Regions from separate parts of the Mus musculus genome. Here regions 1, 3 and 4 are each linked to region 2. The links are chromatin contacts, called in public HiChIP or PLAC-seq and capture Hi-C maps. All regions are on one chromosome and are shown on one strand. Each heading gives the region's core, a stretch centred on a gene start, on an enhancer-like site or on the middle of the called end of the contact. The rest is flanking DNA. Distances are from core to core; before and after follow the strand shown. Region 1 has its middle 60 kb from the start of Tns3. Region 2 overlaps Tns3 (tensin 3). Region 3 has its middle 10 kb from the start of Gm36772. Region 4 has its middle 45 kb from the start of Gm36772.

Evidence for each region. HiChIP or PLAC-seq counts read pairs in DNA pulled down with a chosen protein or histone mark. Capture Hi-C pulls out chosen DNA fragments and counts their contacts.
Region 1: a contact with region 2 is called in a capture Hi-C map of embryonic stem cells, with 2.0 times the contacts expected there. The contact joins two enhancer-like sites. A contact is called at or near these places in 4 of 484 Hi-C or Micro-C datasets (all in embryonic stem cells), 6 of 115 datasets of contacts at active chromatin or transcription factors (bone marrow-derived macrophages, embryonic stem cells and pancreatic cancer cells) and 3 of 9 other capture datasets (adipose tissue, embryonic stem cells and liver).
Region 3: a contact with region 2 is called in an H3K27ac HiChIP or PLAC-seq map of embryonic stem cells, with 2.7 times the contacts expected there. The contact joins two enhancer-like sites. A contact is called at or near these places in 1 of 484 Hi-C or Micro-C datasets (muscle stem cells), 8 of 115 datasets of contacts at active chromatin or transcription factors (bone marrow-derived macrophages, embryonic stem cells, extraembryonic endoderm stem cells and 1 more) and 1 of 9 other capture datasets (adipose tissue).
Region 4: a contact with region 2 is called in an H3K27ac HiChIP or PLAC-seq map of embryonic stem cells, with 11 read pairs. The contact joins two enhancer-like sites. A contact is called at or near these places in 8 of 115 datasets of contacts at active chromatin or transcription factors (bone marrow-derived macrophages, embryonic stem cells and microglia) and 2 of 9 other capture datasets (bone marrow-derived macrophages and liver).

What each region holds. Positions count from the first base shown.
Region 1 is chr11:8,721,748-8,727,796 of GRCm38.p6, reverse strand. No RefSeq gene overlaps it. Among named protein-coding and RNA genes, the nearest start is that of Tns3, 60 kb to the right of the region's middle. Within about 2 kb of position 4,351, at least 10 of the 459 cell types and tissues checked have an H3K27ac peak or open chromatin away from gene starts, as enhancers often do. A contact at or near this core is called in embryonic stem cells, where this site is marked.
Region 2 is chr11:8,567,773-8,574,373 of GRCm38.p6, reverse strand. All of the region lies in intron 4 of Tns3 (tensin 3), which reads left to right. Among named protein-coding and RNA genes, the nearest start is that of Tns3, 93 kb to the left of the region's middle. Within about 2 kb of position 4,988, at least 73 of the 459 cell types and tissues checked have an H3K27ac peak or open chromatin away from gene starts, as enhancers often do. A contact at or near this core is called in embryonic stem cells, where this site is marked.
Region 3 is chr11:8,806,277-8,812,916 of GRCm38.p6, reverse strand. It overlaps the pseudogene Gm11990. Among named protein-coding and RNA genes, the nearest start is that of Gm36772, 10 kb to the right of the region's middle. Within about 2 kb of position 1,321, at least 37 of the 459 cell types and tissues checked have an H3K27ac peak or open chromatin away from gene starts, as enhancers often do. A contact at or near this core is called in embryonic stem cells, where this site is marked.
Region 4 is chr11:8,751,662-8,758,288 of GRCm38.p6, reverse strand. No RefSeq gene overlaps it. Among named protein-coding and RNA genes, the nearest start is that of Gm36772, 45 kb to the left of the region's middle. Within about 2 kb of position 3,603, at least 13 of the 459 cell types and tissues checked have an H3K27ac peak or open chromatin away from gene starts, as enhancers often do. A contact at or near this core is called in embryonic stem cells, where this site is marked.

The DNA of each region.
Region 1 (6,049 bases), core at 3,102-5,601, 150 kb before region 2:
GCGAGTGTGTGGTGAAGTTCAGAATGCTTAGAAGCACTCATGGAATTAACGATGCTCAATCTTTGCACATCCCATGTTTCCCATGAGACACTTGTATTTTGTTTCTTGGGGACTTTTTCACACTTAAATACTATGAGAGTATGCTGGCCTTTTTTCTCTCTTTCTCTCTTTCTTTCTTTCTTTCTTTCTTTCTTTCTTTCTTTCTATATTTGTGTGTGTCAACTTGACACAAACTGGAGTCGTTCAGGAAGATGGAGCTTCATTTGAGAAAATGGCCCTATCAGACTGGTCTGTGGCAAAACTGTGGGACATTTTCTTGATTGGTTATTGGTGTGGGAGGGCCCAGCTCACTATGGGCAGTGCCACTGCTATGCTGGTGGTCCAGGGTGATGTTAAAAAAGAAAAGCAAGCTGAGCAAGCTGTGAGGAACACACCAGCAAGCAGCACTCCTTTCCGGCCTCTGCTTCAGTCCCTGCCTCCAGGTTCTTACCCCCCCTTAGTCAACGCCAGTCACAAGCCTACCCTCTCTGCTCTTGCAGGCCATCTTGTCCGGGCCATACTTATTGGACAACCCCACCACACCCTCCATTGAGGCAAAGTCCCCCATGCCTGGTTGACTCTCTGAGGTTAGTGACAAATGGAGGACTCCTTTCTCAGTGGGAGATTCCCTTTCTCTGTCTGACCTAATCTGGAGTACCCCTGAGCACAGGCAAAGCTCTCTGCCAGCTCTGCGTACCTCAGCACACAAGTCCCGCTCTGGCTTCCCCACACATGTGATAATTAGGTACTGTACTGGCTAGTTTTGTGTCAACTTGACACAGCTGGAGTTATCACAGAGAAAGGAGCTTCAGTTGAGGAAATGCCTCCATGAGATCCAACTGTAAGGCATTTTCTCAGTTAGTGATCAAGGGGGAAAAGGCCCCTTGTGGGTGGGACCATCTCTGGGCTGGTAGTCTTGGGTTCTATAAGAGAGCAGGTTGAGCAAGCCAGGTGAGGCAAGCCAGTAAAGAACATCCCTCCATGGCCTCTGCATCAGCTCCTGCTTCCTGACCTGCTTGAGTTCCAGTCCTGACTTCCTTGGTGATGAACAGCAGTATGGAAGTGTAAGCCGAATAAACCCTTTCCTCCCCAACTTGCTTCTTGGTCATGATGTTTGTGCAGGAATAGAAACCCTGACTAAGACAGGTACTATATTATGACCAATCAATCAACCCCTCCTGCCTGCATGATAATTAGGTACTATCTTATGACCAATTGGCCCTTTCTACCAGTAACCCTAAGAGCCCTTCTATACCCTATCCCTGAAACAATAAAGTAGACTTGTCTCACTGCAGCGGTCTCTGGCAGTCCTTCCACCACATTCACAGTCATCAGAACCCTGCTCACCATTCCTGCTCCCTTTGTCCTCTCGGGCCAATGGCTAACAACCCCAGGAGAAGGGAGACCCACAATCCTCACTGCCCACTTGCCCTCTCTTGCCCCTTTGTATTCTCTTCCCTGTCGTCACCTGCCGCTTCTTCTATCCACCCTTCTTATCCAAAGAGGACTGTTCCTCCTCCTCCAAAGCTCATTTCCAGAACCAACTCATAAACACCAGATGCTCTGAATCTTCCTGCCTTGTGATTTCACAGCACTTTTAAAACTTATCAAGAGTATTGGTGCATAGCTGTTATCCCAATACTTGGAGTGATACACAGCAGGTTTCTAATTAAAACCGACAAAATTTTACTAAGACCCAGAGAAGGAACTGTTGAGTTCTGTGCTGGAGGAACCCATTCCTCTGGAACAGTGACCAGTGCTGTGGACTGTCGAGCTCTGTCTCCAGGACCATAAGTAACACTTTTCTCAAGACATGAACTTGACTCAAACAAAGTAGTGCAAACAGTGGAGTCGCTTTCTGTTTATACAGATCGTTTTCTTCTTTGAAATGTTGTACATGTATACAATGTTTCTTGATCATATACACACCCCCACTCCCTACTCCAGCTCTGCCTCGAGTATCCCTATATCTCCCTCCCAATTTCATATCTTCCTTTTATTTTTACTTATTTATTTAACCCACTGAGTTTTATCAGTGCTGTCCATATGTACTTGAGCATGGAGCCACCCACTGAGGCAATGGGAACTTACCAGTGGCCACACCCCCAAAGAAAAGTGATTCTCCCACACATCCTCCCCCCCACCCCCAGCAGCCAATAACTCTTCGGTTCCTGTGACCTCAGGAGCCCCTCTCCCTTCTTTGCTGAAATTTTTAACTCTCTTGCCTTTGAGCAGGTTAGCAAAGTTGTCACGAGTTCACATGTGCAGCCCTTGTCATGTTCAAAGGACAGCATTTCACCATACCCCTTCCCTTCTCCTGGCTCATACATTCTTACTGTGCCCTCGCCTGCAATATTCTGAACTTAGCAGTGGAGATGTTACAGATGCCCCATCTATACTATACCTGTACGTATATGGAACTATAGTCCCATAGTCCCCCAGTCATTTATCCTTAGAACTTTGAATGCACCCTGTGGGATCTCTCTGAAATCTGGCTTCATGCAAATAGGGATTTCCCACCTGTCCCTGCATTATCTATTGTCACAGGGTGTCCTGTTAAAGTAAGACAAGTGGCCTCACCCAGTCATTGGAAGTTGTTAGAAGATAGGGTGTTTTAACAGCATTTCAGATTTCTGTAGATGTCTTTCCCTGGTGATGCAGCAAAACTTGACAAGCAGCAGTTTCTTAAAGCTTGTTTGCCTTGTAAAAATCAAAACCCACATTAACAGTGGGGTGGGGATGGGGAGTTAGAGTGATGGCTCTGTGCTTAAGAGCACTTGCTGCTCTCCCAGTGGACTTGGGTTTGGTTCTTAGCACCCACACCACAGTTTATAACAACCTCTAACTCCAGTTCCAGGGGTCCAGTACCTTCTTTTGACTTCTGAGGGCACCAGGCACACATACCACGCACAGACATACATGCATGCAAAACACTCATACACATAAAAGTATTCTTAAAATCCTTATCAGTGAGTTCACCAATCTCTATGATCCTTACCCAGCGGCCCCTGAATCTCTTGACTGAGTGCAACTATGTAAGGTTGCTTGATAAACACTGACTCACTGAATAAAACAGAATATTGATTTGTTTCATTATTTAATTGAAAAAAAATCCCATTTGCCAAGAGAAACTCCTTCCTATAAAAACAGGGTCCATATAGAAGGCCTGCTTGAAGACATGCGACATAATCATCTCTGTGGCATGGTTTGAATGCCAGGGTTTGAATGTCTAGAAACTCAAAACTCTTGGAAAATTATGCTTATGATAGCATTCCCCTCGGAACATTTTCATCCTGGTAGAGTGAATTAAGTGAATTTTATGTTTCAGATGGCCCAAGCCAGCCTTTTCTGTACCACTTTAAAACTACACTGAGAAGGTACATTGTACACGTCCTCTTTCAATCTCCAGCCTTATACTCTGAGTGAACAGGAGGAGAAAGAAGAGCTAGCAGACAATGAAAAGCAAAGATGTGGCCTTGGGACAAGACCTCCCTCCATCTCTCCTCAGTGAGGTGTTGTGCACCAGTCAAGACACCATGGAAAAGGCCTAATTTTAGGCCTAGCAAAATGCCTAGCACACACCATCTGCCCTGGCCAGTCACAGGCAAGGTGTTTGTGAGTGTAGAGGTGATTACCCACATGTGAGTGTGGGCATGTGGATGAGGCAATGGTTGGGGGGGGGGGGCTTGCATGAGTACAAGTCAGAGTGCAAGCTTGTGTTTTCTCAGCCCTCTTCCGCTACTGTCTCTGAATTTGCCTCCCTTATTACCTTCCCCAGCCCTCTGTGCATCCGATTAAAATTCCATACCCCCCTACCTAAAGTCCCCCAGCTTCACTTCCTTCCCACTGGCAGCCACAGCACTGTGAAGATTTTATATTCCCCTCCTGCCCAGCCCCCAACACACTATGAGCTTAACTTCAGCAGAGCCCACAAAGGCAATCTTAAATCTTGTGCCCTAGCAAGTGTTTCTTCCACTTAGAAATTTTAGTCTCCAGTGCACCTATAGCTTGATGTGTTTCTAGAGAATGTAAGCTCCCCCTGTAACTAATATAAGGAGTGGCCTCACGTGCCCTGTTCTGGGTCATACTCCCCAGGCAGATAGAGGTACCTGTCTGAGAATCTGCTTGAACATGGGCTGAACCCGTGGACAGTGCTGTTGGGTCTACTGCAGGGGTTCTAAGACATTACATTCAAGTTAGATAACAAGAGGGATGGCCAGTTTCAACCCTCTCTGGCTTTCACTTGAGCTGGCTCCATATACATAGCAATAGATCCCTCTTCACAGCACTTACCCGTCCTCCACCTACTCTTGTTAGGGGAGTAATGGATGCACAAGAAGGTCTCTTGTTTTCTTTCTTCCTATGTGGCCACGTATTGTCCCCTTTACAATGGCTGCTCTTCAATTTGCTTTTCCAGCTGAAGATACTGCAGTCACCATCAGGTCTCCTCTAGCTTCCCCTGGGCCTTTGTAGGGCTTCTCTTTGATGTGCTGTCTCATTTGTTTGAGTACCACCGACACTAGATTCTTGCGGCCTTCAATTGAGGGACCAGCTGGGTGGCCTTGCTCTTTTATGCAGAAGTGTTGAGAAAGACCTGTCAAACCCTGGGGATAATTAGCCTTTATTTCTTCTCATTCAGAGAGATTGTCACTCAGCACAGATGTGGCCTGAGGATGGCTGCTTCTCTGAAACACCCCCCACCCCCTGCATTATGGTTACCTGGTGGGTTTGGAATCCGATTTCCATCTTCACAGTCCTTGCTTGAAATGGGACCGTTGTTGCTTCACAAGGCAGTATTTTCTTCAATGAATATAAATATAATCTAACTGTCAAGTGCTATTGTTTGGAAGCTTGAGGATAAGCAAATAATCCTTGGTGGGAAGAGGAGTAAAAACAATAAGATGGGCTTATGGTCCTCCCATGGTCAGAGTAAGTGGTACAGATGTCTCCTTTTAATGTTTATTTGCAGATCTTTGTAGATCTACAGGACTTTGCAAAGGTGGCCCAGAGAAGTTCCAAGGATAGCATGAAAAGCAAAAGGGGACCCTGGTCAGTGTGTGTGTAACTGCATCTTGTTAGCATGTCTGAAGCTACTTGGTCATTGCAATTTTAAGTCTGGCTCAGTTCATAGCATAAGCATCTCTTTCTGTTATCTCTTTGGGCATAGGTCCCCTTAACCACATAACTCTAGAAACCACACATTTGTTTCCTAAGTATCACAGAAAAAGGGAAAGAAAAGCAATGCTCATGTAGCAAAGAAGACACATCTCACCAACTACAACATGCAGGTGGTAATTGCATGGAAAGGTCAGAGCGCATTGTCCAGAGGATGTGCAAGTTATCGAGACACAACACTGCTCGCCTCTCAGCATAGCTTCAGTCAACAGAGTGATGGCCCCCCAGATGATTGGCAGGTTACAGAATGAGAAACAGTACAGTCCATTTGGAAGTTATCTTCACCACTTCTGTACTTTTAGTTTTTATTCTGTCACTCTGTCACATAACATCTCCAAATGTCAACCAATTCATTCTTATCATTCTTACCTATTGCCAGCGTACAACCATACTCACGAAGATTAACAAAATAATGCTCTCCACACGTGCTGTCATTTGGATGAATCTGGAGCAGGCCTGGGCACTGGATTCATAACTGACATTGTGGGCGGGAACCCTAGAGTCCAAAACAGAGCTGATCCTCACAGCTGACTTGAGGAGCCTTCTGGAGAGGCAGTTGAAGCATCCACTGAATACAGCTTGTGTTACCTGTACTCTGTGACCAGTTCAAATGTTTCATGGTGCTCACCATATGCCATATCCCAAGCACTGGCATGTCTCTGCTGTACTGATACTCAGAAGCCTCTGTCCTCTTCTGCCCCTGTCCACATAACCTTGTGTTCTCAGGATCACCTTCTATACTGTCCCAGAGTCCTGGCCTCATTGTACCATCTTTAATTTTAACTTCCTGTGGAAACCTCCCTGATGCCTGCCATCTCTCCAAGCTCTGGGACAC
Region 2 (6,601 bases), core at 3,739-6,238:
AGGGAAGAGCAGAGAACATATTTATTTATATAGGACATTGCAGAGGATGCTGACCCAGGTTGTAGGACATGTCCTGACCCATGGCTGTCATCTGGGAGTCAAAGGTTTGCGTCATTGTAACTTCATTAGGACCCCAGGCAGGATGAGGATAGGGGGACGATAAGCCTTACCCGATGGACTCTGTTTCAGAACAGTGAGGGGCATTGGCGATCTTATGGTCTGTTTCTGTCTATCCTAGGTAGTGGGAACTTCAGTGACGGGAGAGGTGTTCTCTCTCAGGTTCTGTAGAGGCAGGATCTGCAACTCAGCTGTTCTGAGACTTGTATATACATGTATATGTATGTGGTCTCATGTCCACATAGGAACAGAACGTAACAGGACTTTCAAGTGTCAGCCTAAAGTACGTAAATCTGGTCCTGTCCAGGCGGTGACATAGAGAGTCCTATGATGTGGATCTGAGTCCCTTTGTAAAAGTCCCACTGTTCTGCAAAATGGTGTGTAACCACTTTCCTGTGGGACTTTAGTTTTCCAGCCCTTGGAAGGTAGAGACACAAAGTTTTCTGAGTTTGGGGCCAGTCTGGTCTACACAGGGAGTTCCAGAACAGCCAGTGAGTGATAAATAACAACACTGTCTCAACAACAACAGAAACAAAACAAGACAAAAACCCAAACATAAACACAGTGAAAATTCCTAGCGCTGCTCACAACATACAGAATACCCAGGCAAAATGGGCTGAGCCTGATCTGCTTGCCCTTGAGTTGGAGAGGACAATGAAGTCTTTTAATTTTGTGGTTTTGCTGTTGACTTTATGTTGTTATCTTACTGTTTTGTTGCCTGACGGGGAGAACCAGTCTGATGAGCTTCAGAGAAGTCGTCTCCTTCCGGAGGGCAAGGGTATGGAGGTCATGCAATGTTTCATGTCCAGTGGATCCTCTTTGGAGAAAGAGGACAAGAAGCCTGGGACGGGGCAGCGCTGTTAGACAGGTGTATGCATCTCTCGGTAGCCACCAGGATCAGATCGTCCTGCAGAGACACAACCATGCTGTAAACATAGCCTGATAGCTCTCCACGGAAGCTCAGAGGCAAAGTATGTATTTTTGTCGCTTTTACTTCAAGTGCTGTCCAAAGGAGCAGGTTTATGTTAGTCACAATGGAGTCATGACTTCAGATGCAGGAGTGGCTTTTCCTGTGGAGCTTCTGGGGTCCATGCCCATGACATGCTTCCCGTAAGGAACAGAGGTACAGGTAGCTCAGTACCATAGTGCTTACAGGGTGGCTCCATTCCTAAAGGAGGCCTGGCCTGGGCTCCTGCGTTCCCAGGGCTGTGTTTGTGAGGCTTTCAGGGCAGTGCCAGCTGCAGGGTGCAGGTGTACACGTAAGTGCAGGTGCACGCGCAGGTGCAGGCACAGGTGCATGTGCAGGTGCACAGCTCTTGCTACTGCCAGGTTCATACACAGTGCGTGAACCTTTGCTGTTTCTCATGCTGCAAGGAGGAGAGGTCACACAGTACAGTTTTGAACTCATAAAGCTCACAAAGGCTTGGCTTTGCTTTGTTTTGTTTAATTGGAGCAAAGCAAACGGGCTGATTCTGTGAAATATGACATCAGAAGTCAGGGTCTATAGAAGCTGGGGGTGGAAGTTTCCAAAGCAGGCTTTTAAGAGTGAAGTGGTGCTCTGGATTGTTGTAATTCAAGATATGCATGTACATGTATCTGTATTGTGGTATATGTCTTCATGCATGGTGTGTGTGAGCATATTTTTGTGTGTGCGTGCACAGTGTGCTTGTGGCGTGTATGTGTTGGCACCTTGTTCAGTAATGTTTGCTTGATTCCTCCAACCACACAGAGAAATGAGAGCCACATGAGGACAGACTGCCTTATTTAGAAAGCTGCTCAGGGTTCCCTTTCATCTTTACATTTCAACCACTGGTCATGGTGGAGTCTTAACTAGGTCCTGAGTTATTTCAGAAATAATCGGGTGAGGAGGCACTCCAGAGGAATGGCAAGAGCTGACGTTCATGGTTCTCTGACTCTGTGGTAAATTTAGCAGTAACAGGTTTCAAAGCCACTCAAGGTTTTCATCTGTTGAATATTGGGAGTTGGTGAACAGGTTCTGGGTGACCAGTCATCCAGGACAATGGAGTGGGTACCCTTGTACTCCAGGGCTGTGTGGACATCTTCTGCAGTGGCCTCTTTTTATAAATTTATGGTGTCCATGATGTAAGGCTAGGAACTGGATGGGTGTAGATTCCCTGCTTGTGGATTGCAGCTACCACATTGGTAAAAATAATTGTAGATTTCTCATTGACTCTCAGCTGTTCCAGGGTGAGGTTGAGGTGAACATGCAGCATTGGGAGGTGGAAGGCAAGGAACCCTTGTGGACAGAGGATCTGGGGAACTGAGCAGATTGGGGTGGGGTGGGCAAAGCCAGGGAAGCAGGCTTATGTCCAGGCCCATGTCACTTACTTGAGGTGACAAGTGGGAAGGTGTGAGGCCAGCAGCCCCTTGCAGAGGAGCACTGGGCCTTGCTGGGAAAGCGCCTCAGGCCTGTTTCTTACCAGCTGGTCCCTTCTGGTTTTCTAGCCCTCCCCACTTCCCTAAGGTGTGGGCATCACACCTTAGGTGATTCCTCATTTTGTCTCTTCCCAGAAAGCTCTATTATAGATTGCAGGTAGCTGGGATTCAGCGAGTCCAAAGAGGCACAGAACCTGAGTTTGGCAGGACTCTTGTGTCCCCAGAGTTGTTCACATTCTGTAGAAGCAGGCAGCCCCTCGAGGACAGCACAGATCAGCCTGGCTCTCTGGGCTGGCTGATGGAGACTCATTCATTACATATTTACTGACTCCTTCCCTAGCTTCTACACCATCCTGTAGGTTTCAGGGAAGCCTGGATGTCCTCGTTCTTAAGGTATGGGTGGCTGTGGACGGACAGGCTTTAAAGCCACAGTCCTGAACTCCTCTCATATGCTCATCTTCTTAGCTTTGCTTTGAAGTGTTCTTACCTCCCTGTACCTGTCACTGACTTGAAGAGAGTGAGGTCTATATTGGTGATGAGGGGTGACACCCCCCCCTAGTTGCCCCTCACAATTGAACTCACACCTGTCCTTTCACCTAAGGACTTGTGTGTGATGGGAAGAACAAATAGGGTACCAGAGGATACTCTATCCTGGTATTACTGGAGTTGTTCCAGTCAGAGTCTGGTTCCCAAAGCCCTAAAAGCTTAGGTTCAGCCACTGGTCCTCAATAAGCCAGAAACAAGTGATACAGAAAAGCAGAGAGAGATTTATTTACCAATATAGTCACACCAGGGAGAAGAAGAAATCAAGAGGTTCAATGACTACTGAGTCTGCCTTCTTGGACTGAAGCTTAGTTTTAAATAGAGTGCAAGAGTTTGCATAACTAGGCAGTCTTGGTCATGGCATGGTCCTGTCTGTCCTTAGCCCATCATTGTCTGGGTTCCAGTCTCTTTTACAACAGAGTCTGATCAGTAGTCAGAACTGTGTGAAATACCTTTATGAGACCAGCTTTCCCTCTGGCTGACACCAGGCTTCAGACATTTCTTCTAGCATTCGATTCTTAGAGAAATTCTAATTCTATTGTCCCAATAGATGGATAGTCAGTGTGAGGACTGTATCTCTCCATCAATACCTTGGCACTTACTGGGAAGTTAGAGGGTTGTAGGAACAACTCAAAATGATGTTTCCTTAACAGTCACACCTATCTCAGACCTGTAAGTCTAGGAGTGTGAACATGCAGGGTGAGGATGGGCCCACATGCACACATAGAGATATGCAGGGAAAAGGCCTTGTGATGATGACAGAGGCAGAGATCCCCGGATCCCCGGGGCTGCAGTGGTCATGTGAAGATGCAAGAGACAGGCCCAGTCTTGCATTTGGCCCTGCTGACTCCCCAGTCTTTCATTTCTAGCCCCATATGTGGGAAGAAATAAACTCCCGTGGTTTGGAGGTATGCAGTGCAGGGTTCTTGTTTCAGTAGCCTCAGGAAACCAATACTCTGGGACCATTGTCATATTACTTAATTGTTCTCCAGAGAACTATGGAGTGATGGGAGAAGAGGCCACTCTGGCTGCAGAGCAGTGAAATAGTCTTCCTAGGAATAGTATGTAGGAATAGCATGGATTCAGAGATGCTCTGTGTGAGGCCCATGCCAGGAAGAGAACTGATAGGTCACCCATGGAAACTAAGAAGCAACCTTTGTCTATGACCTGTCTGCGGCATTGGACAGGACCGTGACACCCCTTTCTCCAGGGAAAGCCAGGACAGCAAAGCCAGACTCCCAGGAGTTCCTTATGTAGCCAGCAGCGATTCTGTGAGCAGGATGCTGGTAGGCCAGCCAGGGCTGGGCCAGTCAGTGTTCATGGATGCTTCCCTGGGATGCCAGGATGCTGGTAGGCCAGCCAGGGCTGGGCCAGTGTTCACGGTTGCTTCCCTGGGATGTCTGACGTCAGCCCAGATCTTTGTTCATCAGTGTCTTGTTTCAGTTCTCTTCCAAAACATCTGAGATGCGGTGACCCTGGAGGCACAGATCTTTGAGAAGTCTGTGGCTCCTCCCATCCAACCACAATCCAGACTTTGATCCTTCTTTTTCTTTGATTTCACCATCCCCTCCCACACCTAAAATAACATCCATCTTTTGACTGTGTCCAACTGTGAGGCGTTTAGGCTTCTGGGTTTCTGGGAAAGGCAGTCCCAGAGAGGAGGTTCCTGGAAGCTGAGCACTGTCAACTGTAGCCGGGAGCTACACATCTCAGCACAAGTCCTACTGGGAAATGGAAAATCCCCCTACAGATGCACCCAACAATGCCAGCCTCCCCTGGCTGCCTTTGTCATCCAGTCTTTGAAAGCCAGGTTGGTTCTTGTTTGAGCTTTTGTTCTCCCTCTGCAGGTGGAGGTATTGTGAGGCAAGGCCAGGACATGTTGACCTTTGGTGGCGTCAGCTTATGCACAAAGGGAGCACAAAGCCCTAGCTAATGATTAAATGCCCACACTGGGTTGCAGCCCTGGTTACACTTGAGGTGATTGCTCGGTTCTTACCATCCTGTCCTCTCACTGTGTTTGCAGTTTTGGGGCTGGTAGAGAAGGGAAGAGGCTGGCAGGGTGACAGCTCTTGTCTTTAGCCCCCACCCCCTTTCCTTCTTCTGGCTCCCTGGGGACCAGTTCCTGAGCTGATTTCTCTTAAATAATGACCTAAGTCCCCAGGGTGGCATAGCCAGCTTCTTTCTGAGGGGCTCGTGGAAGCAGGGGTTTGAGTGATTCGAATGCTGCCAAGTCTGGAGGCTAGTTTGCCCTGCAGTAAGCCAGACAAGATGGCCAATGGGATTTCCTTTCTTCCACGGCCCGCCATGCATGTTAATGTGGGGCCATTGAAGACAATGGCCACGTGTGACTGTTGACAGAACTGTGACTTCGGGCGTGATCAAATATTTATTTGTTTTGGATTCTCCCCCCCCCCCAAACCTTTAGAAAACATCCTTACTAATTATTTGAGAATTGCATATAATTTATTGTGATCATTTTTACTTTATTCCTTCCCTAACCCCTCCCAGACCAAAACCAACTCCCTATCCCCTTCAAATTCATGCTGTTATTTTTTAAAATAACCTGAGGTCAAATTTGATACACACACACACACACACACACACACACACACATATATGTATCTATATCTATCTATATAACACATATATACACATATACATATACATGCACATACATGCGCATGTATGCTCCTATGTGTGGGGCCATTCACTGCACCATTATCAACTTACCAGGGGCTATACCCTTAAAAACCATGGCTCTCTGCCTTACCCAGATGCCGTCATCTCTCAGGAGCCCCTCAGTTGGAGGTGGAGCTCATGGACTGCTCTCTACTCTTATATCCAGAAGATGTTTTTCACTCCAACCTCCCCAGCTCCCTGGCTTTTAGAATCATTCCATTCCCTCGCCCTTCTGCAGTGGTTTCCTAGCCTTGAGTGGTATAGATGTCCCAGTTGTGTTTGACAACTCCACTGACATCCACTCTCTGTACTTGGACGCATTGTGAGTTTCTGTGCTAACCAGTGTCCACTACACAGAGATCCCTCCGATGTGGCCTGAGAGCGGACTGATCTATGAGTACAGATATCTGAATTTAGAGGCAGTTGATTAATTATGTCTGTTTTAGTAGAAAAATACTAAGTTATCCTCTAGGGCCCGTGAGCTCCCAGCTGTAGGTTCTTGGTTAGATTTACAAACTTAATACTGGTACTGTCTTTCAGCCTGCAGTGCAAGCCTTAACTCTAACTGGAAAGCAAAAGCAACATTCTTGTTATTGTTGCACCCATGGGCAACAGATCTTGCCTCACCAGGGTCATTATTGTAGCTCACAGGGTTCACAAGTGGGTAAGTCTGATGATCCCCCCCCATCCTCATCGCCCCCCCTCCCCGCCTGCCCAGGCCTACATTGTATCTTCCAGTCTAGTACTGTGAAAGCTAGCCAGCTCAGTACCTACTTTGTTTCTCAGTGTCCTGTGACTAAAGTGTGTGGTGTCTTCAGCCATAGGTCCTTACCTATTGGATACCTTACTTATTTATTATTCCTTA
Region 3 (6,640 bases), core at 72-2,571, 240 kb before region 2:
ACACACACATACACACACGCATGCATGCCTGCACGCATGGGCATAAATGTTTGCAAAGTCAGAAATATAACTTCATATGGAAACATCCGTCAAATTAAAACATCCGTCAAACCAGAAGCCTGGGGAAAGCATTGGTAATTAAGCTAATAGCAAGGAAATGGGAGACACTTTCTTAATAATAGTGATAGTAGGAGTAGTAGTAATAGAAAAGAGTATGATGAAGAAAGAAGAGGAAGAAGAAGAAAAACAAAGGAAGAAGAAGAAAGACGGAGGAGAAGATGGAGGAGGAGACGAAGGAGGAGGAGGAAGGAGGAGAGAGGGAGAAGAAGGAGGAGGAGGAGGAGGAGAAGAAGAAGGAGAAGAAGAAAGGAGAAGGAGGAGGAGGAGGAGGAGGAGGAGGAGGAGGAGGAGGAGGAGGAGAAGGAGAAGGAGAAGAAGAAGAAGAAGAAGAAGAAGAAGAAGAAGAAGAAGAAGAAGAAGAAGAAGAAGAAGAGAAGAAGAAGAAGAAGAAGAAGAAGAAGAAGAAGAAGAAGAAGAAGAAGAAGAAGAAGAAGAAGAAGAGGAAGAAGAAGAAGAAGAGAAGAAGAAGAAGAAGAAGAAGAAGAAGAAGAAGAAGAAGAAGAAGAAGAAGAAGAAGAAGAAGAAGAAGAAGAAGAAGAAGAAGAAGAAGAAGAAGAAGAAGAAGAGGAAGAAGAAGAAGTTGTTTTAATGTGTAGACAGAGAGAAGGAGAGAAGTCCTGTTGGCTCCGATTCTGGCCTAATTACTACTTCTTTCTTCCTCCTGGGCTTGGTCCTTGCTGGCCTCTCCTGACCCAGCCAGAGTGCACAAAGTGGACTGATATGTACACAGCTCTGTGTCCACATGGCTTTGATTTGGAAGAAAAGATGAATCGCCCCGGAGCTGGTAATCTGATCTTTGCCCTTCTGCTGGTAAACAGTTAAAAGATGCTCAATGCATTCCGAACCTCTTGAAATGAGAGCAGCAAACAAAAGAAACCAGGAGGGGCCTGGCTCTGAGAGGGGAAGCCATTCATCACCTTCAGGGAAAGGAATGTAAATAGGTTCAGATTTAGTCTCTGGTCCTCCCTGAGCTGAGGGGTTGGGGACGCTCGGAAACACTCACCTTATTTTGGTGAGTGGGCTAAGGGTCAGAGGTCAACAGGGCTGCTCCAACAGGGCCACACAATGAGAAGCTGTTTAAAATCAGAATTCTTTTTACTCTAATTTTTCAAAGCAAAGGAGTCAACCCAGTGGCTGAGCCCTGGTGGGGTCCCCTCTGTGTGTGTCCTGCCTCTTTGTCTTGGAACAATTCCAGCAATTACAGATCAGGAAACACAGAAACTGTCTCCAGGACTGTCAACTGCAAGTGGCAAGGTTTCCCATGCCATCATAGCCAAGGGATGCCTCTCTGCCTTGGGGAAGGCTGGGGGTGGACAGCTGGTCAGCTGTGAAATGGACATAAGTTGGTTCAGAGACAGCTAGTGGTCAGCACTGAGAGAGGATACATCTGATCAACCTGTGGCTTAAAGCATGGACATTGTCGTCAGAGGGAGCATAAGGGAGCTAGGCAGACTTCCTCATCCAGATGCAGGGGCTGGCTGTGAAAGGCAGTGTCTTCCAGGACACTGGTGACAATAGAACCACCTCTGCCATCGCTGCTGCAGGCAGGGATTGTGGTCACATGGATACCACGGAAATTTCCAAGGGTTCACGTATCTTTGAACAAGGATTTGTACGAGAAGTGAAAATAGGAATGGAGGAGAAAATAGTTCAATAAAGGCACTTCTGAAAGTAGAAGAAGACCAGGAGAAACGCCAGAGGCTCTCAGGCACAGTGCCTGGCCCTGGGACATTAGTAGATCTCACACTTTTTCTGTACATTCTGTTCTGTGTCAGGTTCAGTAGAGAAGAGGTCCCAGTCTGAACTATTTTATATGTTAATTTTTACCTCATTCATCTCGCCAAACCTGCATCCAAACCTCAGCCTAGCTGTTCCCAAGGACAATGGGCAACAAAATGAAGAGTCACTTCCCAAAGCTGAGGGCAGCCCAGACACCTCCAGCAGCCTTGGTTACCAGAGTTGTTAGGGGCAGAGCCTGGTTCCTGGCAGCCCTAATACTCTAGGTTTGGGCACCATAGTAATGGGACGGTAAGGAGATGGCTCAGTAGGTAAAGTGCTTACTGTATAGGCATGAGGATCTGAATGTGACTCCCATCTAAAAGCCAGCACCTATAAGCACAGACCTGGGAGATGAAGGGGCTCTCTGGTCAGTCATCAACTGAAACAGTGAGCTCCAGCTTCAGTGGGAAGCCATGTCCTAAAACAGAAGGTGTTGGGGCTGGGAGGATATTGAAATGGCTCATCAGCTAAAGAGGCTTGTAGCATAAACCTGACAACTTGAGTTCAAGCCCCTAAACTGACTCCACAAAGTACATGAGTGCCATGGCATGCTCGTGTACACACACACACACACACACACACACACACACACACACACACACTGTAAGTGCACACACTCAATAATAAAGTAGAAAGTGATAGAAGATGACATTTAGCCAGGCAGTGGTGGCACATGCCTTTAATCCCAGCACTCGGGAGGCAGAGGCAGGTGGATTTCTGAGTTCGAGGCCAGCCTGGTCTACAGAGTGAGTTCCAGGACAGCCAGGGCTACACAGAGAAACCCTGTCTCGAAAACAAGAAGAAGGAGGAGGAGGAGGAGGAGGAGGAGGAGGAGGAGGAGGAGGAGGAGGAGGAGGAGAAGGAGGAGGAGGAGAAGGAGGGGGAGGAGGAGGAGGAGAAGGGGAAGGAGAAAGAAGAAGAAAGAAGAAGAAGAAGAAAGCTGCACAGGCAAGCACAAACACATACACACACAGAGGGGGCATATACAGAGCACACACGAACACTCAGAGAGAGAGAGAGAGAGAGAGAGAGAGAGAGAGAGAGAGAGAGAGAGAGAGAGAGAGAGAGAGAGAGAAGGAGAGAGGAAGGGAGAGAATGAAGGAGAGGAAGAGGGACAGAGATAGAGAATTAGTACAGAGCTAAGAAAGATTTATTTAATATGGCCACAAGGGGAAGCAGAAAACAGAAAGCTATTCAGCCACATCCTCCCACCCCTAGTTTATCTTCAAATCCTGACATGAAGTTTAGATTTAAATATTGAACAAGAAGCATCAAGAACTAAGTGTCCTGGCCAGGTGTGGACCTGTCAAGCATTGAGCATTACTACTCAGGCCCCAGCCTCTTCTGCATGGTAATTGACAAGTTGCTAGAACTATGTGAGATATCCCTCCTCTGCTGATATTAGCATTTTCCTTTTCCCAGCAAAAGAACTTGGGGAAATTCTAACCTAGGGGAGACCACTCTTTTACTAGACTGATGTCCAAAGGGAGGCCCACAGTGTCTCTCTAGAATACCTTCATTCCTGCCACGATGGTTAGAGATGGCTTCACCGGTAGGGGATAAAAGAGGAGGAGGGCAGACATGCTATCTCCTGACACAAACACTCTGGCTAGAGAACACTGGGGAATGAGCCAGGAACTTGTGAACTGTCTTATTGCATACTGAAGGAAAACCCAAGGAAATGTACTTTTGTCGGTAACTGCCAGCATGCACCCTTTCCTAAACAGTCAGAGAAGAGAACAGAACAGGCAAGAATGGCCCAGTGCCTCCTTGATAAGCATCTTAGAATGTTTTACACTGTTTGCCGGGGTGAATGGATAAAGTGTTAACAAAGTGCCACAACCCACAAGACCTGAACAACAAACAATTCTGTCATGGCTCTGAATGTTCTGAAACTCGATTATCCAAGATGAGGGTTACTTCCTTCTAAGGTATTCAACAGTAGTTTCATCCCTGGATCTTTTCCCTTTGTATGTCTGTGTCCTAAGTCTCCCCATTTTACAAGGATACCTGGCACACTGGAATTGGGTCCATCTCCTCCAGCCTGACCTCCTCTGCTTGATCACATCTGCAAAGACCCTCTTCCTAAAGGAAGTCGTGCTCACAGGACCTTACAACACACAGGTTCAACCGTCACGTTTTTCCACATTGCTTTTTAGAGTTGCGAGGGTAATTAGCCTTCTTTAAATTTTTTAAATAATTATTTTAGACTTATTATTTTATATTTATGAGTGTTCTGCCTACACATATGTCTGTGTCCCACATGTGTGCCTGGTGCCTGAGGAGCTGAGAGGCCCCTATGTGGGTGCCGAGAATCTCAAACTCAGGTTCTTTGCAAGAATAGCAAGTGCTCTTCCCCACTGAGTTAAAAGTGTGCAATTAGTCTTCTTGAGAGTGCTGTATTCCAGGCAAGAAATCATCTACATTTCCCCACAATGAATTGCCATTTTAAAACAATAACCATCATCTTTTCTGGCTTATGAATGGACCTTTTTTTAACTGAGATCCATTTTTAAGTAAATTAGCACTATATAACATCATATATATGATGATCTGTAATGTATATATAGCTATATAAAATCAATTAGATGTTATTGTGTACCAAATCTATTCTTTTTTCCTTTTATTAGATATTTTCCTTATTTACATTTCAAATGTTATCCCCTTTCCTCATTTCCCCTCTGAAAACCCCCTATCCCATCCCTCCCCTCCCCCTGCTCCCCAACCCACCCACTCCCACTTCCCTGTCCTGCCATTCCCCTACACTGGGGAATCCAACCTTCTCAGGAGCAAGGGCCTCTCCTCCCATTGATGTCACACAAGGCCATCCTCTGCTACATATGCAGCCTGAGCCATGGATCCCTCCATGTGTATTCTTTGGTTAGTGGTTTAGTCTCTGGGAGCTCTGGGGGTACTGGTTGGTTCATGTTGTTGTTCCTCCAATGGGGCTGCATGCTCCTTCAGTTCCTTCAGTCTTTTCTCTAGCTCTCCCATTGGGAACCTTGTGCTCAGTCCAACGGTTGACGGAGAACATCCACCTCTGAATTTGTTAGGCACTGGCAGAGGAGCCTCTCAGAGACAGCTATATCAGGCTCCTGTCAGCAAGCATTTGTTGGCATCCACAATAGTGTCTGGGTTTGGTGACTGTATATGGGATGGATCCCCAGATGGATCAGTCTCTGGATGGTCTTTTCTTCAGTCTCTGCTCCACACTTTGTCTCTGTATCTCCTTCCATGGGTATTTTGTTCCCCCTTCTAAGAAGGAACAAAGTATCCACACTTTGGTCTTCCTTCTTCTTGAGTTTCATGTGGTTTGTGAATTGTATCTTAAGTATTCTAAGTTTCTGTGTTGATATCACTTATCAGTGAGTGCATACCATGTGTGTTCTTTTGTGATTGAGTTACCTCACTCAGGATGATATCCTCCAGATCCATCCATTTGCCTAAGAGTTTCATGAATTCATTGTTTTTAACAGCTGAGTAGTACTCCATTGTGTAAATGTACCACATTTTCTGTATCCATTCCTCTGTTAAGGGACATCTGGGTTCTTTCCAGCTTCTTGCTATTATAAATAAGGCTGCTATGAACATATTACATGTTGGAACATCTTCTGGGTATATGCGCAGGAGAGGTATTGCTGGATCTTCTGGTAGTACTATGTCCAATTTTCTGAGGAACCGCCAGACTGATTTCCAGAGTGGTTGTACCAGCCAAATCCATTCTTAAGTAAATTAGCTATATATGCCAATTAGATGTTAGGATCATGTGCCAGAATTTACTAATGAGGGCTAGAGCTGCAGCCAGTGGCAGCAGCCTTGGCTCGGGGAGCAGTGACCAGTGTTGGCTTCCCTCCTTGGTGCTGAGTGAGGAGCAGGTGATGTCCCCTAACCCCTAAGGAGTTGTGGCTATTTTGTCTTGCCTTTTTTTTTTCTTTAGGCTATTCTCGAGGTTTTTAGCTGATGGGGGAGTGCCCCCTGCCTGTTCTCCTGCCTCTTACTCCTTCAGGATCCATTTTGTTGAGAAATTTTTGCCCCACTCTTGCCAGTGACTTGGGTCTCCCTCTGGGTCTTAGTTGTTTTGTTTTGTTTTGTTTTGTTCTATTTTTTTCCTATTCTTTTCTCTTTTTTTCCTTATATCTCATTCCCTCTTATTTGTGTTGTTTGTGGAAATGGTGAACTCGGCAAACACAAACACAGCGCCTAAATTGTATAGATCTGTCATTGAAGATATTATTAATGATGTATGAGACATTTTTCTGGATGATGGAGTGGATTGAAGAGGTCCTGACGGAGCTACAGCGCCACCACTTATTGTTACCGATTCTAAGTTCATACAACATATGAATGCATCAAGTATTCTGAGTGCTGTTGCTACAGCTGCTACCTTGGCACTCCCTGCAGACGTGACTCCTGTCAACAGATACTAACAAATTCAGGCCAGCTGTTTCAGGTGGTCAGAGCAGCCAATGGTGCTCAGTTATCTTTCAGCCTCAGCAGTCAGTTGTTCTACAAGTTATACCACAAATGCAACCTGATGGAGTACAAGCGCCTGTTATCCAGCAGGTCCTAGCCCTACTTCCTGGAAGGATGTCATCACAGACAGGTGTCATCATCCAGCCACAGCAAATCTTATTTACAGGAAATAAGACTCAGGTCATCCCTACAACCATGGCAGCACAAGCACAGATGACTGCAGCTGGACAGCAGCAGCCACCAGCCCAGCCCGTTCAACAGCAAGCTC
Region 4 (6,627 bases), core at 2,354-4,853, 190 kb before region 2:
TTTGTGAGCATCCTCCATACTGATTTCCAACGTGTCTAAACTAATTTATATTCTTACCAATAGTATATAAGGATCTCTGTTTTCCAGCATTTGCTGTTTGTTTTCTTGATGGTAGCCTTCCTGTCACTGGTAAAACAGATTTCAGTTTGGTTTTGTCTCACATTTATCTAGCTGAGACAGCTAAATGTGTTAAACATTTTTTTTCATCTCTGCTCCATCTTTGTCCCTGCATTTCTTTTAGACAAAATAAAATTTGGGTTTTGTGGGTGGGTTGGTGTCCTTATCCCTCCACTGGGGATCCTGCCTGGCTACAAGAGGTAACCTCTTCGGGTTCTATGTCCCCACTGTTAAGCATTTTGGCTAAGGTTACTCACATTAACTCCAGGTCTCTGGGACTTCCTAAATGTTTCCTCCACCCCTGGCAACTACAGACTTCCATTCATTGTCCTGGCTCTCTGGGTCTCTCTTCTGTCTCTCCACACACATGATTCTGTACCTCTACCAATCTCCTCCCTGCTCCCCTCGCCCACCCAGTTCCCTCCATCCATCTTCCTCCTATGACTATTTTGTCCCCTCTTCTAAGTATGATTCAAGCATCCTCACTTGTGCCTTCCTTGTTTAACTTCTTTGGGTCTGTAGGTATACCATGGGTATCCTGTACATTATGGCTAATTATCCATTTATCAGTGAGTACATACCATGCAGAGGCTGAAGGAATGACCAACCAACTTGAAACCCATCCTATGGGCAAACACCAATCCCTGACAATATTGATACTCTTGTTATGTTTGCAGACAGGAACCTAGCATAACTGTCCTCTAAGAAGCTCTACCCAGCAGCAGATTAAAACAGACACAGATACCCACAGCCAAATATTGGACAGAGGTCAGGTCTTGTTGCATGCGGCTTTTGCTAGGCTGCCAAAGCTCTGGGAATGGACCACACACTACCAGCTCCCATGTAGAGAATATTGGACTGAGGATGAAAAACACAAACACACACAGTTGTTCAATTTCAACTTGCCTCATTGGTTCAATTGCTGGACATTATTAATCTCCAATGACTACCATGTCTTCCCCAATACTCTTAGCTCAGCACCCTAAATCTGTCCTCAACGTTAGTTGCTCAGCCACTTTTAGTCTCAGCTCAACATCCACAGTTCCTCACCTGTAGAAGCAGCCTGTGCCTGATCCACCTAAGATCTCACTTGTCTGATCTTGTCCCTCAAAAGCATGGCAAAATTTTTCTCCTCTCCTTGCATATACTAGCTTGTCTCTGGGGACCTAGAAGTACTGCCTGTCCTTCCACCCATGTAAAGAAGAATAGGTTGAATAGATGCCCATGGCATCTTTACTGATAGATCAAGAACCAAATGGGGAACAGGACCTTAGCATCAGAACCACCCCTACAAGGTCTCTTATGGAAGAGTGGGAGAAGGATTGAAGGCCCTAAGGTGCCTGGGAACCTCACAGGAGAACCAACAGAGTCAACTAACCTGGACCCCTGGGAGCTCTCAGAGACTCAGCCACCAACCAAAGAGCACACACAGGCTTGAATGAGGTCCCTAGGGCACATGAAGCAGATGTGCAGCTCAGTCTCCATGTGGGAACCCAACAACTAAAGCTGAGGACCTTCTTAAAGCTGTAGCCTGATTATGGTATTCATTCCCCAACAAGGCTGCCCTGTCTGGTCTCAGTGAGGGAGGATGTGCCTACTCTGGCAGAAGCTTGATGAGCCAAGGTGAGGGGATACTCAGGAGGGTCTCAACCTCTCAGAGAAGAAAGGAAGAGGGATGGAGGAAGGTCTTTGTGAGGGGGGGCTTACACAGGGGGTAATGTTTAATGTAAATAATGAATTTTTAAAAAAGAATTTATTCATATTATTCCCTTTTAAAACTATGAAAGTTTAAAAAGACTATATAATGACCAATGGATTAGAGCTAATTTATTCAACCTATTCTTCTTTACATTGCTTCTGTTTGGTATTATAAGCAGTTAGTTAAGAAATAAATTTTAAGAATGAATTTATGAAATTCCTAGGCAAATGGATGGACCTGGAGGGCATCATCCTGAGTGAGGTAACCCAATCACAAAGGAACTCACACAATATGTACTCACTGATAAGTGGATATTAGCCCAGAAACTTAGGATACCCAAGATATAAGATACAATTTGCTAAACACATGAAACTCAAGAAGAATGAAGACCAAAGTGTGGACACTTTGCCCCTTCTTAGAATTGGTAACAAAACACCCATGGAAGGAGTTACAGAGACAAAGTTTGGAGCTGTGACGAAAGGATGGACTATCTAGAGACTGCCATATCCAGGGATCCATCCCATAATCAGCTTCCAAACACTGACACCATTGCACACACTAGCAAGATTTTGCTGAAAGGACCCAGATATAGCTGTCTCTTGTGAGACTATGCCGGGGCCTAGCAAACACAGAAGTGGATGCTCACAGTCAGCTATTGGATGGATCACAGGGCCCCCAATGGAGGAGCTAGAGAAAGTACCCAAGGAGCTAAAGGGATCTGCAACCCTATAGGTAGAACAACATTATGAACTAACCAGTACCCCGGAGCTCTTCACTCTAGCTGCATATGTATCAAAAGATGGCCTAGTCAGCCATCACTGGAAAGAGAGGCCCATTGGACATGCAAACTTTAAATGCCCCAGTACAGGGGAACGCCAGGGCCAAAAAGTGGGAGTGGGTGGGTAGGGGAGTGGGTAGGAGGGTATGGGGGACTTTTGGGATAGCATTGGAAATGTAAATGAGGAAAATACCTAATAAAAATATAAAAAAAAAAGAAAGAAAGAAAGAAAGAAATTTTAGAGCCAGGCGTGATGGTGCACGCCTTTAATCCCAGCACTCAGGAGGCAAAGGCAGGCGGATTTCTGAGTTTGAGGCCAGCCTGGTCTACAAAGTGAGTTCCAGGACACCCAGGGCTATACAGAGAAACTCTGTCTCAAAAAAAAAAAAAAAAGAAAAGAAAGAAAGAAAGAGAAAAAAGAAAGAATCTTATTTCTCTTGAAAAAACATTTTTTCATGTGTATTAGCTATTAGTAGTTCTTTCAAGAGCTTTATGTCCAACTCATTTACCTGTTTATTAGTGGACTATTTACTCTTTTGATGTTTGATTTTTGTTGTTGTTGTTATTGTGGTGGTTGTTGTTGTTGTGGTTGTTGTTGTTGTTATTTGTAACCTCCTTCCAGCCTAGCCAGGCTGGTTCAGACCATCCACCACTGAGGCAGAGCCACCTGCTGTGCTGCTTCTCATCACTCTCCTTATATGTTACACTGCCTGCTACCTGCCTGAGGCCAAACCAGTTCTCCAAGATCTTCCAGAGTTAGCTGAGAACTGTGATTTTTGTGAGTTCCTGCTAAAAGACTGTTCTGACAACTTCACAAAAAACTTGGTGTGACTGGGAATGGGCCTCCCCTCTCCTTTAATTACCTAGCAAAGTTAATTTGGAGCTCAGCCTCCACTTCCAGAGAATCTCTGACCTTTCTGCTAATTCTCAAAGCCAGCCCTCCCACCCCCGGAGCTCAAAGCCTGAGCTTGATCATTGCTAATTTGCAACTGAATGGAGTAGCTGAACTTCTTCAAGGAAGCTTTTAAACAGTTGCTTTTTCACTGCCCCACCTTTGTTTCTCAAGCAGATCAGCCACCTTTCAGCCTGACTGCAGCAGGAGTAAAACCTCGCCTTCAACAGCACAGGTGGCAGTTATTATTCTCCATCAAGAAGCATTCTAAGTACATATTGTGGCTTTGGTCTGAATTGGGAGTATGGTGTGCTATGAGGGCCTGACAGTCAATGACGGGCACCAAGAACTCAGAATCATACCAATCTAAGACAGGGGTACATGCCAAAAGGCCGTGGCTATTGATAACACACCACAGGGTCATGTTTCTGTGAAATATGACACAAACTAGCTGCACGTACACTCTATGACAGATAAGGATGATTTGAGAAAATCTAAGATTTCCTAAGACAGGCGGGGCTGCCAGCCACCATAACTCCCAGGCAGGACTATAGAGCATAAATAAATTTTATGCCTCAGTCCAGTTTTGTTTTGTTTAATATTATTTAAAGTGGTGGTGGTGGGGGGGGAATGCAACCTCCTACCAGCCTGGCTGAGAATTGTGATTTTTGTGAGTTCCTGCTGAAAGACTGTTCTGACAACTTCACAAGAAACTTGGTGTGACTGAGAATGGGCCTCCCCTCTCCTTTATAAAGCATGTCTGCCACCATTAAAGTTGAGCCTTGATCAGAATACTGTTTTGGTTCCATTTCTCTCTCTACCTGCCTAGATTCCTTCTTTTCTTTCAGCTCCAAGATGGCTCCCAGGCTCGAACCCAGATATGAGAGCCACAGGCCGACCCCAACAATTGTTTTTAAATGTACATTTTATTTATTTTTTATTTTATTAGATATTTTATTAACATTTCAAATGCTATCCCAAAAGTTCCCTATACCCTCCCCCCACCCTGCTCCCCTACCCACCCACTCCCACTTCTTGGCCCTGGCGTTCCCCTGTACTGGGGCATATAAAGTTTGCCAGACCTAGGGGCCTCTCTTCCCAATGATGGCCAACTAGGCCATCTTCTGCTAATTATGCAGCTAGAGACATGAGCTCTGTGGGTAGTAGTTAGTTCATATTGTTGTTCCACCTATAGGGTTGCAGACCCCTTTAGCTCCTTGGGTACTTTCTCTAGCTCCTCCATTGGGGGCTCTGTGTTCCATCCTATAGATGACTATGAGCATCCACTTCTGTATTTACCAGGCACTGGAATAGCCTCATATGAGACAGCTATATCAGGGTCCCTTCAGCAAAAACTTGCTGGCATATGCGATAGTGTCTGGGTTTGATGGCTGATTATGGGATGGATCTCCAGGTGGGGTAGTCTCTGGATAGTCCATCCTTTCGTCTTAGCTCCAAACTTTGTCTCTGTAACTCCTTTCATGGGTATTTTGTTCCCTATTCTAAGGAGGAATGAAGTATCCACACATTGGTCTTCTTTCTTCTTGATTTTCTTATGTTTTGCAAATTATATCTTGGTTATTCTAAGTTTCTGGGCTAATATCCACTTATCAGTGAGTGGATATCTAGTGACTTCTTTTGTGATTGGGTTACCTCACTAAAGATTGTATCCTCCAGATATATCCATTTGCCCAAGAATTTCATAAATTCATTGTTTTTAATAGCTGAGTAGTACTCCATTGTGTAAATGTACCACATTTTCTGTATCCATTCCTCTGTTGAGGGACATCTGGGTTCTTTCCAGCTTCTGGCTATTATAAATAAGGCTGCTATGAACATAGTAGAGCATGTGTCCTTATTACCAGTTGGAACATCTTCTGGGTATATGCCCAGGAGAAGTATTGCTGGATCTAGCAGTAGTACTATGTCCAGTTTTCTGAGGAACCCCCAGATTGACTTCCAGAGTATTTGTACCAGCTTGCAATTCCACAGCAATAGAGGAGTGTTCCTCTTTCTCCACATCCTTGCCAGCATCTGCTGTATTTTTGATCTTAGCCATTCTGAATGGTGTGAGGTGGAATCTCAGGGTTGTTTTGATTTGCATTTCCCTGATGATTAAGGATGGTGAACATTTTTTCAAGTGCTTCTCAGCCCTTTGGTATTCCTCAGTTGAGAATTCTTTGTTTAACTCTGTACCCCATTTTTTAAATGGGGTTATTTGAATTTCTGGAGTCCAGCTTCTTGAGCTCTTTTTATATATTAGTCCCCTATTGATGTTTGATTTTTATATATTCTAGATATTCATCTCCTGTCAGATAAATACTTGCCACAGATTTTTCTGCTCAATTTGTAGGCTAATGCTTCACTAACATAGTTGGGTTCTCTTGTTTTTGGTTTTGCTATTCAGTGTGTTCTAAGCATGCACAATCATATTTATCCATCATGATTTCCTGGGTCATTTGTATCTTTGAGCTTGTGATGAGGCAAGGTGTGTAGGGCCATGCTGATCCTTACAATGTCCTCAAAGTATATTTCTCGTTGTCCAAATGGTTCAGATGTCTTTATTAACCACTGGGCCTTTTCTGTATAAACTATGAGCTTTTCAAATCCTCTTGGTCCACTTTACTTCAAATTTTCACTCTAAATTTGGATTAAGAAGCTAATAATAACCATCCCACAGCCTGACTTTGGACTGCTTTACACTGAAACTACCAGAGTTGTTAATGCCATCATTTTTGTATTTTTTTTTTTCTTGTTCTTTTCAGTCTCACTCTGTAGCCCAGGAACTATGTAGCCCTGGCTGGCTTCAGACTTACATCAGTTCTCCTACCTCAACCTCCTTAGTGCTGAGATTGCAGATATGTGCCACTGTGCCTGGCTAGCTCATCATATTTTGCAGCTCCCCACATAGTCTTAGGAAATGGGGAAAACATAGTCAAGCTCTCTGCAGGAGTAGCATGCTTTGCTGAGCTCTCCAACCTACCAGCATCCTAACAAGCATGATCCTAACTGCTGTTAGCACTGTGGCCTGCTGAGCCTCTACCACAGGCACAATACTCTCTCTTTGCAGAATTTTAGGACTCCTTCTCTGAAAATTTCTACATTTCTTCTCCAAAGCATCTTTCAAAGTTGAAGAACTGT